Regions from separate parts of the Mus musculus genome. Here region 2 is linked to region 1. Evidence: chromatin contacts called from public promoter capture Hi-C data. All regions are on one chromosome and are shown on one strand. The core of a region is the stretch at or near the end of the contact, and the rest is flanking DNA. Distances in the headings are between cores, read along the strand shown. Region 1 holds the start of Erp29 (endoplasmic reticulum protein 29). Region 2 holds the start of Bcl7a (B cell CLL/lymphoma 7A).

Region 1 (5,528 bases), core at 786-3,285:
TAAACCCCTCAGGTCAGTGAGAGACTTTATTTTGCCCCCGCTCCTGAGTTTGCCTTTACATAGGTTCACAGTGCTCAGCGTGCGGTACCACATCCTGATTCCTACTGCTTCATGAGTGCTCCCTACTTTTCAAAGTCATGCTCACCAAGTATCTCCCAGATACTGTGCTGACACACGTGAGCAGGACGGACTCGTAATACAGGTTCTTCAAAGGCGGGATATACCTCTGCAGGGATTTGGAAAGGGCACGAGATGGGGAGGAAAGATTTTAATACTTACTGGGTGGATAGCAGTCTGGATACCACACACACAAGTCAAAAAGAAGGACCTACATAGCCGTGTCACACTGCGGCAGAATGACCAGTGGTGCATCATACTTGCACAGTCTGTGCTAGATGTCAAGGTCAGTACGGCCAGTCAAATGCAGGGCACCTAGCTGTCTATTAGAGGGGTGGTCATAAGGCAGCAGCTGTAATAAGCTGTGCTTTTTATAGAAGGGCTGCTCCTAGGGATGATGGAGGAGGAAGTTTATTGTAGCTAAAAAAGGAAGACCACAGTCCGGAGTGAACATGACCATGAGCCATGTGGAGAGAGGGGGAAGGGAGGAGAGAGGGGAGGAGAGTCCCAGTTAAGAGGGGCAGCCTGGGCCAAGACACTGACCAAGAGACTGCCATAGCTTAAATGGCTGGATTATTATAGGGAAAGGCGGCTGGAGGAAGGGCAGCCCAGCCCTTGGACTGGAGAAGTTTAGGGTAGGGAGCAGGGCATGCCTGTCATACCCTGAGGGATTCTGGGAGAACCTCATGGCCAGGTCCACTTTGATGTTAGTCACCACAGCCGTTTGTCTCACCTAGGGTTTGAGATTTAACAGTAATAAAAAAAAGAGGGAAAAAAAAAGCACAACATGGTCTAGCTTTTTCATGATTCTACAGGTGTGTGTGTGTGTGTGTGTGCACGCGAATGTAGATTTGTATACATGGATAGGCCACTGACCAACCTATCTTCATTCATCATTCGCTCTTTTTCCTTCCCCCCGCCCCCCCAATTTGGGCATCCTCCTTGCCTCCCCAGTACTGGCAAGTAGTCCACACCCAGCCTGTTTTGTGTCTGTCTTTCGAAGACCCTTGTTGACTTTGAATAGCCTAGAACTCACTCTGTAGACCAGGCTGGCCTTGAACTCAGGTTCGCCACCCTTGGCCTTTGGAGTGGTGTGATTAAAGTTGTGCTTTCCCCCTTGGGTGCTAAGGACGGAACTTAGATGTGGAAGGTACTAGTTCCAGGAACACAGTATATGGATGAGGTTTGGCTTCCAACTCAGAGACCAGCCTGCCAGTTTTCCCAGCTAGCACTGGGATTGAATGTCCTGTGCTGGCTCACACAGCCTGCTGGCCACGATCCCTCTGTCGTCTCCAATAAGGAATTCCTTCGAGCCTTTATCCCTGTGCTGAAGACAATCAGAACGTACCATAAGCTAGTCCTTGAAAACGGGACAGCCCAGCCTGGTCTTGTCACCCCCCTGCCTCGTGCTGAAATTAGGCCTGTGCCACCCACCAACACTTGACCAAAAAGCACGAAGGCGAATAGGCCTTTTCCCCAACCTCCTGCGACATGGGAGGCCACATTGCCTAAGTGTCCCCGCGGGCCTGACCAGAGCTGCAACCGGGGGTCTACAAGGGCAGGACAGCGACTACCAGTGACAAACAGCTGACTAACCGAGGGAGGCGGCGGGTCTCTTGAGACCGCAGGACCGCCCAGCGCAGGGAAGGAAGGGACGCCGCCACGTCTTCTTCCGAGGCGAGAGAGAGGGCAACGAGGGGAAGGGTCGAAGCGGCGCCTCCCGCGAGAACGCAGCGGAACACGGCCTAGCCGAGTGTCGCCAAGTGCGCGTGCGCGTGCGCGTGCGCGTGCGCGGCAGGCCCGTCCCGTCCCGCGACCCCGCCCGCTCGCCGCTCCGCCTACGACGCATGCGCAGCCGCTCCCTCTCTCTGCCCCGCCCCTCCGCGGCCCCTCCCTTCCACCCCGGAGGCGGCCGGAGCATCTCGCTCTGGCGGTGGCCGCTTGCGTTCATGCGCGCCGCCGGCAGGACGGCCCTCCCCGTGACGTGACCGCCCACTCGGAGCGCTCCGCCTGTAGCTTGCCTGTCTCTCCCGCTCCCACCATCCGGCGTGATGGCCGCCGCCGCCGGGGTGTCTGGCGCTGCTTCTCTCTCCCCACTGCTGTCCGTGCTCCTGGGCCTGCTGCTCCTCTTTGCTCCGCACGGCGGCAGCGGCCTACACACGAAGGGTGCCCTTCCCTTGGACACAGTCACTTTCTACAAGGTAATGAGGGCGGCGGGCGACGGGGATCGTGCGCAGGTGCAGATAGACGCCCGTGGCAGCGCGAGCCCACGGGGACGTTGGGCCCGGAGGGGTGGCAGCAGCAGGCAGTCCTTGGGGACCATCCCTACACGCCCCACCATCCTATAGGCCCAGTGTCGACAGAGCAGGGGCGCACCCTGACCACCCGGCATCCTTGCAACCCCGGTACTCGCTACATCTGTTTTTTTACAAAAAGCTACCAAAGCGCAGTCAAAGGGAACCAAGTGTCCCTTTTCCTTTATCAACTGGGGAAAAAGACAATGATAGGAAAGATCCAATCCACGAGTCACAAGTGGAAGACCGGAGGGCGGGGCGAGGTCTACGCTCCTAGGCTCTCGGATGGGGTGGAGATGGCCGAGAGAACTGGGTTAGCATGCCAGTCTGCTCCTCGGAGGATGGATTGTAGCGTTCTTGGCCATGTGCAAACCGGGTTCAGACCGCACACGGCCCCCCTACAAAGTGCAAGGGTTAAAAAGATTGCAGGGCTCCCACCTGTAGAGAGCATCTTGGGGGAGTGGAGTACGAAATGAACAAAACCCGGTCAAGGCATGTAAGAAACTACACTACCCTCAGCAATTTTATTTATTTTAAAACAAAAATTGGTTTCGAAGACTGAGCAAATGGACGGTGGAAATGTTGCAGGCTGAGTGCAGTGGCCTCTGGACTCAGTTCTTCGTGCATGTCTCTAGTTACCAGAATCTTCTTAGTTCCTCTATTGGGCTTAGCGCGGAGAGACTTGGTCATTTTCTTATTGTGTCAGAATGAGGAACTGAGAACGCAGAAGGGGACTCTAAAGGCGCCTGTGTTGAGGGGTTGGACAGGGCTGTTTTGGAAAGGGTTGCTGTTAGGAACCCCCCCCCCCACACACGTGTAACCCATTCAAGTTTGTATTTTTTTTTAATTAAAAAAAATTAAGCATCTTATTAGTCATCCATCCAACCTATATAGCAACCTAGTAATACCACAGTCCAAGTGTGAATAAAAAGGACATTTTGCACCATGGGTTTAGTCAGTTGCTGCTTCTCCATCTTTTTTTTTTAAAGATTTATTTATTATATGTAAGTACACTGTAGCTGTCTTCAGACACTTCAGAAGAGGGCATCAGATTTTGTTACGGATGGTTGTGAGCCACTGTTTGGTTGCTGGGATTTGAACTCAGGACCTTCAGAAGAGCAGTTGGCACTCTTAACCACTGAGCCTTCTCACCAGCTCCCTGCTTCTCCATCTTTAAGGATCTGCCCTGAGGGTGTCATCTCCCTCCCCCCCTTAACCCCACAGGCCACCAGGCAGCACCATGAGATTCTACTTAATATAGTAGCAAGCAAGGAACGACCCTTATTCCATCTCATTTCCTAGTCATTTGCCCCCTTTTCCAATCGTCTCCAGGCAACACAAGCCTTCTCTCTGACTGCCCCTAGCTCACAGCTGTTAGTCCATCCGCAGTGGCCGTTCCTTGTGACTGGAACATTCTTTGCCATCTTTGGAATAGGTTACTTCTCGTGGCTCTGTCTTAGGTTAAATGTTAACTTCTCTTGTCCCCTCGCTTTCTCAGTTGCCCAGATTGACCTGTTGGTACCCGTGAGGGCACTCCTTGCCGTTTTCAGCTTCTCATTCATATTTCATAGACGATGACATGTTTATGAAGTACCTGATATGATTTTTATTTTTTTGTTTTTGTTTTTGTTTTTTTTTTTAAACAGGGCTTTTCTTTGTAACTTTGGCTGTCCTGGAACTAGCTCTGTAGAGCAGACGGGCCTCGAACTCAGAGAGATCTGCCTGCCTCTGCCACTCTCCCTAGTGCTGGGTTTGAAGGCGTGTGCCACCAATGCCCTGAAGTACCTGATGTATTTTTCTGACTCTCTACACAGCATACCAGATGAGTTGCGTTCCCATGAGTGAACAGGTGTCTTAACAGGTATAGGGGGGGTCCTAACAGCAACCCTTTCCAAAACAGCCCTGTCCAACCCCTCAACACAGGCGCCTTTAGAGTCCCCTTCTGTGTTCTCAGTTCCTCATTCTGACTGTTCTCTTAAAAGACAAAGGGCGCCTCCTGGTGTTTTGTCCAGGAATCTTGTTACATGCCTCGCCTTTCAGTGATCTCCAACTTAAAAAAGAAAACTATTTCCTCATGGCTCTTTCCGACCATCACTAGAAGGCTCCATCAGAGAGGCCCAGTGTTGGTCACTGCTGTGTCCATTTAGAATGGTGTCTGGGGCATGATGCGCTCTTAGCAGATTCTTTTTTCAGTGAATACAGAATTTCAGCCAGTCATAGTGTCACACTGGGGAGGGAGAGACAGAAAGGTCAAAAGTTCAAGGCCAATCTAGGAAACTTAATGACCTTGTCTTAAAGCCATTGAAGGGCCCGTGAGATGGCTCAGCAAGCTTCCACCAAGCCTGGTGGCCAGAGTTCAATCCTCTGGACCTACGTGGTCAGGGGAAAGAACAGACTCCCACAAATTATCCTCTGACCTCAATCATCCCATGGCACCCACACACGTAAACACATGTACAGAACACCACTACTACCTTCCATTAGCCATAATCTCCTTTCTACTTCAGTGTTCAACCATCCTGTGGTTACAGATGTATGCCCCTGGGTAGGGATTCTGTGCTGGGCTTTTGATGCACCACCCTGCTTCAACCCGCCCTGACTCGAAACCCATCAGTGTCAGCTCTCTAAGAAGCCTAGAGTTGTGTTCATTCCAGACATGGGGGCTTGAGAAATGCACTAGAACACAGTCCTTATTCTTAGAAATACACATCTTAGTGGAAAGCACAGGAAATGACAGTACGGTTTCCGATCGAGATGGGAGGAGAGCGTTAAGAGAACGAAGCGATAGGTGACTAGCATAGTCCTGTCCACTAGAAGGGAACTGAACTGAATCTTGAGTGATAGAGGAAGCCGAGAAGAGAACCCAGGAAGGAGCCTCCAGGCAGAAGCGAGGCCAACTGGGCCTCAGGGATGTGCTCTGCTTTACATTTTCAGTCTCGCCTGCTGCTGGGCCCTTAGAGCTCTGGACTTTTTGGTGTCAGAGACCTGTTCCCATGGCTTCTGTCTTTCATGTCCCCAGGCAGTGTTGTTATCCTTAAAAATGAAAAACCAAGGTAATGTCAAAAATAAGGGTTTTTTTTGTTTGTTTGTTTTTTGGTTATTCTAGACAGGGTTTCT
Region 2 (5,528 bases), core at 815-3,314, 1.9 Mb before region 1:
GACCAGAAAGGGAGCTTACACCGGCCCCTTTCTACCCTCCAGGCGGGTGACAGACAGAAGGGACTCTTGCCCTGCTATCAGTTCTTTCTTTGCACCGGGGACTGAGGCCAGGGAGGGGTGCCACCCCAGCCTTCCCTTGAGAGTCCCACAGGAGAGGGGCCAAGGTGCTGGTTTTCCTGTGTTTTGGCCTGCAGCTGTTTCTGCCATTTTTAAATGGCTGCAGTTGGGCACTGGTCGCCCTGCTCAGCGGGGAGCTCCCCGGCACCCAGGACTTGGATCTCAACTTTGGAAAGCCTCCCCTTCTCACGGTTGTGAAAATTCTTTGTCCCATTGGAGCCAAACCCAGCCCACGGCGGGCATCCGGCCATCCGCAGACAGCCCTTTCCATAGGAGGCCCGGGAGCACGTGGACTTTATTGATTTTTCTCGTTGCCTTTTTTGTTGGGTTTCACTCTGAAAGGACAGCTAACTTGTGACACCATCAAACCGGAGACAGGTCCCCAGTAGTGTTTAAAAAAAAAAAAAGGACAACAACAACAGAGGCGTTACTCAAGAAATGACCCCCCCCCCCAAAAAAAAAAAAAAAAAAACAACCCAGCCTGCAGTGGAGCCTAGCCAGTTCCTATAAAGGACAGATCCAGCCAGCGGCTGCTGACACTTGGGGACACCCTCGCAGCTGCTCCTCTCCCTCTCGGACCCAGATGAAGCCGTGGGAAAAAAACCGTAATAAAGTTAAAATCAGGGAGCAGGGAGTTTTCAACAAGTCTGACCCAACCTGGTGGTGGACTACTGGCGCCTCAGGCCTGGCCTCTGGGGCCGCCTCGGTGTCAGATCCCGACGAGGGCCGAGAAAATGTTCCATCCTACTAATTATAACGAGGCCACGCCGGGCAGGATCTAATTTGAGCTTGAAAAACACGCACGGCCCACACCGAATCTCGCGGTCTCCTCCTCCCCCAGTGCAGAGAACAAAAACAACGGTCGCTCGTTCTCTCCGCAAAACAAACACCAGCTCCAGCAAGAAGGAGGCAAGACACGGCCCAGGACTTGGCTTCTGGATGCAAACATCGCGCTCCCCGAGCTTCGGGTGCCGCGCGGAGCGCGTGGGAGCCGTGGGTGCTCCGCGCCCCGGCCGCGCCACCGCCTTCCTAGCGCTCGCCCCCATCTTCCTTCCTCGCCCGGAGCCCTCGCTCCAGGCTGCCCAAAGCGCTAAATTTAAACGGCTCGCGCTCTGCAAACTCCGCAGACTCGAGGGCGCCGAGGCCTGGGAGGCGGGGAGCTGCGGGCGGGTCGGGGCGTAGGATGTGTGTGTGTATGTGTGTGTGTGTGTGTTGGGGGGGGGGGACACCGGCGCCGCGCCGCCCCGGGAGGAGACGGCGGCCCGCTCCGCGCTGCACAATGGAGCTCGCGCTCTGCCCGCCGCCGCCGGCATCACGGCCCCGGCGCGCGGGAAGCCGCTTTCATGTGACTTGCACAAAAAAACGAAATGGCTTCTGGGGCCGGCTGCGAACCCCCCTCTCCCGAGAGCCGAGCTCCGAGCTCCGGGCTCCTGCCGCCGCCGCCGCCGCTCTCGCCGCCGCCGCGCCAGGTGGGTGACCGGCGCCAAGCACACCTGGGCAGCGGACGCAGCCCCCGCGGGGCGCAGGTGACCCCGGCCGCGCGCCCTCGCCAACTCCGGGCCCGGGGCCGCTGCGCCCCGCCGCTCTACGCGCTGGGTCCGGGCTTGCTGGCGGCCGCGACGCGGTGCAGCGAGCCGGGGCGAGCGAGAGAGCGAGCAGGCGCCTCGGCTTACCATTTGCGCACTTTCTCGATAGCCGCCATGACCCTCTTGATATCATCTTTGGCCCGGCTCCTGGTCTCGGCTCGAACCGACCTGCCCGACATGGTTCTGGCGGGGAGGGAGAGAGAGAGGAAAGAGAGAGAGAGAGGGAGGCTGGGGGAGCGCGCCCGCCGGGTCCTGCTCGCCACACTCGCCCGCTCTCTCACTCGCGCACAGACACACACTCACACACATACGCGCACACACAAAGCCTGGTGCCGCCGCGCGCCCGGGGCCCAGTGCGCAAGCGCCGGGGCGGCAGCTGCACAGAGCGAGGGGGAGCGGCGCGGCCGCCAGCAGTGCGGCCTCCGGGTGCCGCCGCCCTCCCCGGGGAGCCTCGGGGACCTCACTCTGGGAAAGCTCTCCCGGGTAACCCCGACCTCCCAGCACGCGGGACGGGCCCGCGCCAGGACTCACCCAGAGGCCGCAGGTGCGATGGGGGGCCCCTCCCCCCCCCAAGACACACACCCTGGGGATGGCAGACTGCAGGCCGTGGGTGCTCTGGCTCGGGTTGGTGGCCGCGGGCGCGATCGTGCAAGTTTCTTGTCGGGCGTTTGAGTTCTCAAGAGTTGGAGGCGGCGGTTCGGGACGCGAGGTGATCTTAGAAAGAGTTGAGGCGCCGGTCTCTGGCCAGCTGCCCTGTTAAAATGTGCGAGCTAGAACGTCTCCTCCCCATGCTTAAACTAGAGTCGTAGGAAAGGTGCCCGAACCCGGTGGCAATTGACATTGTCTCTGGGCTTTCTTTCCCTTAGAGATAAGTTGTCCCAGTCACGGATCAACCTCCCTGGGGTTTGACCGAAAATGACAATTTAATCTTAAACGGCTCCTGGTGGAAGTGCAGTGTAATGACCCGGAGCAGCAGGTAAACTAGACTGGCCCAACACAGAAGGACTTATGAGAGGCTGTCTCCCTACCCTAGGACAGAGCTGGGTGACAGGATCTACCGCGGTCACCCAGTATAGGGACAGGTGGGTGTGCAGTTGCGGCTACACAGACTGGACCAGAGCGAATGCTTGTCCACGTGAATGCTGGGAAAAGAGATGACCTGAAGTGAGAGAGCTGCTACCTGGAGAGGAACTAGCGCAACATCAGTCATTTCACAGATGGACAAACTGAGTCAAGGAGTTATTGAAGGTTGCAGCAGTGACCTTCATCTGTGACTGCCATGATTCTAGTACCAAGCATCTCCCCCTGAAGTCTGGGGGGGTTGCAGGGGTTTGGTAGAGGGAGCTAGTGGGGAAATGGGTGTGAGAATCTGGGGAAATTTCCCCCAGGCTTCTTTTAACCACTTTAAACGCACGGTCCTAAAGCGAAAATTTAAAAATAAGAACAACAATCAGATGTGGTAGCCCACTCCTTTAATTCCAGGCAGAAGCAGGTAGAGATCTGTGGTTCAAGACCAACCTGGTTTATGTAGGTAGTTCCAGGACTACATAGTGAGGCCCTGTCTTAAAACAAAACAAAACAAAAAAACAACCCAAACCAAAACAAACAAAAGCAAAAAACCAACAACAACAACAAAACAATGGAGCCAGGCAGTGGTGGTACACACCTTTAATCCCAGCACTTGGGAAGCAGAAGCAGGCCGATTCTATGTATTCAAGACTCAAAGCCAGTCTGGTCTACATAGTAGTGAGTTCTAGGACAGCCAGGGCCACAAAAAGAAAACCCTGTCTCAAAACAAAATAACACACCCCACAAATATGTCAAAGAATCGTTCTGTGATGGATTGAAAAATGTGCCATAAATCCGAAGTCTCATGCATTTGACCCTCTGTATTTGATCATCAGATATGTGCTTGGACCCCAGGGAATTCATTTTTGTTTAGTGCAGAAATTGTGTATGCTAGGCAAGTGCTACACCACAATTCCCACATAGAATATATGTGTATATATGTATGTGTGTGTGTGTATTTAAATAAGATATATCAAAAGTCCGAATATCTGGTCTGCAAGATGTCTTAGTAAATGTGTTTGCTGCCAAGCCTGCAGGCAAGAGTTCAGGTCTCAGAACTCACGCTGTGGAAAACAGAACCCGTGAAAGTTGTCCTTGGATCAGCACATGTTTACATACCACACGCACACTCACACACACATACACACACCCTAAATGAAATGTAAGAATACTAAAAATCCAAATCCCAATTGATGAACAGATGTCTTTTCAGTGGTATTATTATTCCTTGATAAAAGCAATACCAATACCTCTAAAAATGTGTGAAAGCATGCTAAGTAGAAAGATGTAGGCATATAAGGACAAAGATTGTATGACCCCACTTACAGGAGTTTCCTAGACTAGGCAGGAGCTGGGGCAGGGAGCAGGGAATGATGGCCAGTGGGGTTTTTTTTGTTTTTGTTTTTGTTTTTGTTTTTTGCTTTTGTTTTTGTTTTTTTGTTTGTTTGTAATAAAGAAAGTTTTCTGGACCTATGTAGAGATATATGTCCCATGTCACTGAACATTGTACTTTAAAATGGTTATAATGAGCCAGGCACATGGCTCAGTGGTTAGTCACTTGCCACAGAAGCACAAAGATCCCCAGGGAAATTTTTGGTAGACATGGCAACTGGCCTGTAATTCCAAAGTCTTAAAAGGCAGAGACAGGGCTGGAGAGATGGTGGTTGAGAGCACTGACTGCTCTTCCAGAGGTCCTGAGTTCAAATCCCAGCAACCACATGGTGGCTCACAACCATCTGTAATGGGATCTGATGCCCTCTCCTGGTGTGTCTGAAGACAGCTACAGTATACTCACATACATAAAATGAATAAATAAATCTTTAAGGCAGAGACAAACGATTCCTCAGAACAAGCTGGCTAGTGAGATTAGCCATACTACAAGCTCTGGATTTGATTGAGCCAGTCTGCCTCAGTAAATAAGCCAGACAGAGGATGATTCCAGACATGGATTGCCCTGGATATGCATGCCGTCCCAGGTATATCTGCACCCACACCACGCATACAAATGTGCATACACACATGCAGACCACACACACACACACACACAAGGGAGAAAAATGTTTATAATGGTCGATGTGATGTTACCTGAGTTTGACTATTATGAAAAGGAATCCAAATGCGTTAGACCCAGCCAGAGTTCTACACAGCCGCCCTCGCCTTTCAAGCCGCTCAGGTGACAACCGGTTTGCTCCATGAAAACTACCTGACTTCAGCTTGCTGTCTATACCCTGAAGGTATTTATATTTTTGATCCCTGATTAAACCATAAAGCTTACTACAAATGTTCTTTATAAATCTAGTATGTCATTTTTATACCCCCCCTCCCAGCAGATATTTTTAAGCTTCTTTCTTTCAACAGAACTCGGCTGTTTTATAGACTGTATCTGATGACTAACGTTTTTTGCTGGATCTTGTTCACAGTGTCATATTTTCTTGTTCTATGCCTCGCTCTCTTTGACTAGGTCAGACACCGTATTATTTCTTCTTCTCCCCTCCTCCCCCCCCCACCTTTCTTAGTCCTCCTCTTTCCCTCCTATGGGGCCTCATATAGCTCAGGCTAGCCTCACCAAGTAGCTGAGGATAGCCTTGAACTCCTCACCCTTGTACCTTCACTAGAATTGCAAGCATGAGCTGCCACACTCGGTAGGGCTCAGGTTTAATTTTCATTCATAGTCAAGTTCACACATGCTGAAGCTAACACAACAGAAACAGAACTGTGCTATTAGCTAGGATCTTGCTTTTTTTTTTTTTAAATGGA

Evidence for each region. Promoter capture Hi-C pulls out the DNA fragments that hold promoters and counts their contacts.
Region 2: a contact with region 1 is called in a promoter capture Hi-C map of liver, with 2.2 times the contacts expected there. The contact joins the promoter of Bcl7a here to the promoter of Erp29 in region 1. A contact is called at or near these places in 2 of 39 promoter capture datasets (cranial neural crest and liver).

The regions. Positions count from the first base shown.
Region 1 is chr5:121,448,981-121,454,508 of GRCm38.p6, reverse strand. It overlaps Erp29 (endoplasmic reticulum protein 29), which reads left to right and starts at 2,035. Exons shown (of 3, transcript NM_026129.2): 1 at 2,035-2,318. The coding sequence starts at 2,169. It also overlaps a transcript of Tmem116 not described here.
Region 2 is chr5:123,340,984-123,346,511 of GRCm38.p6, reverse strand. Bcl7a (B cell CLL/lymphoma 7A) reads right to left here and starts at 2,064. Exons shown (of 6, transcript NM_029850.3): 1 at 1,791-2,064. The coding sequence starts at 1,882. Gm15860 (predicted gene 15860) reads left to right here and starts at 1,370. Exons shown (of 2, transcript NR_165267.1): 1 at 1,370-1,586.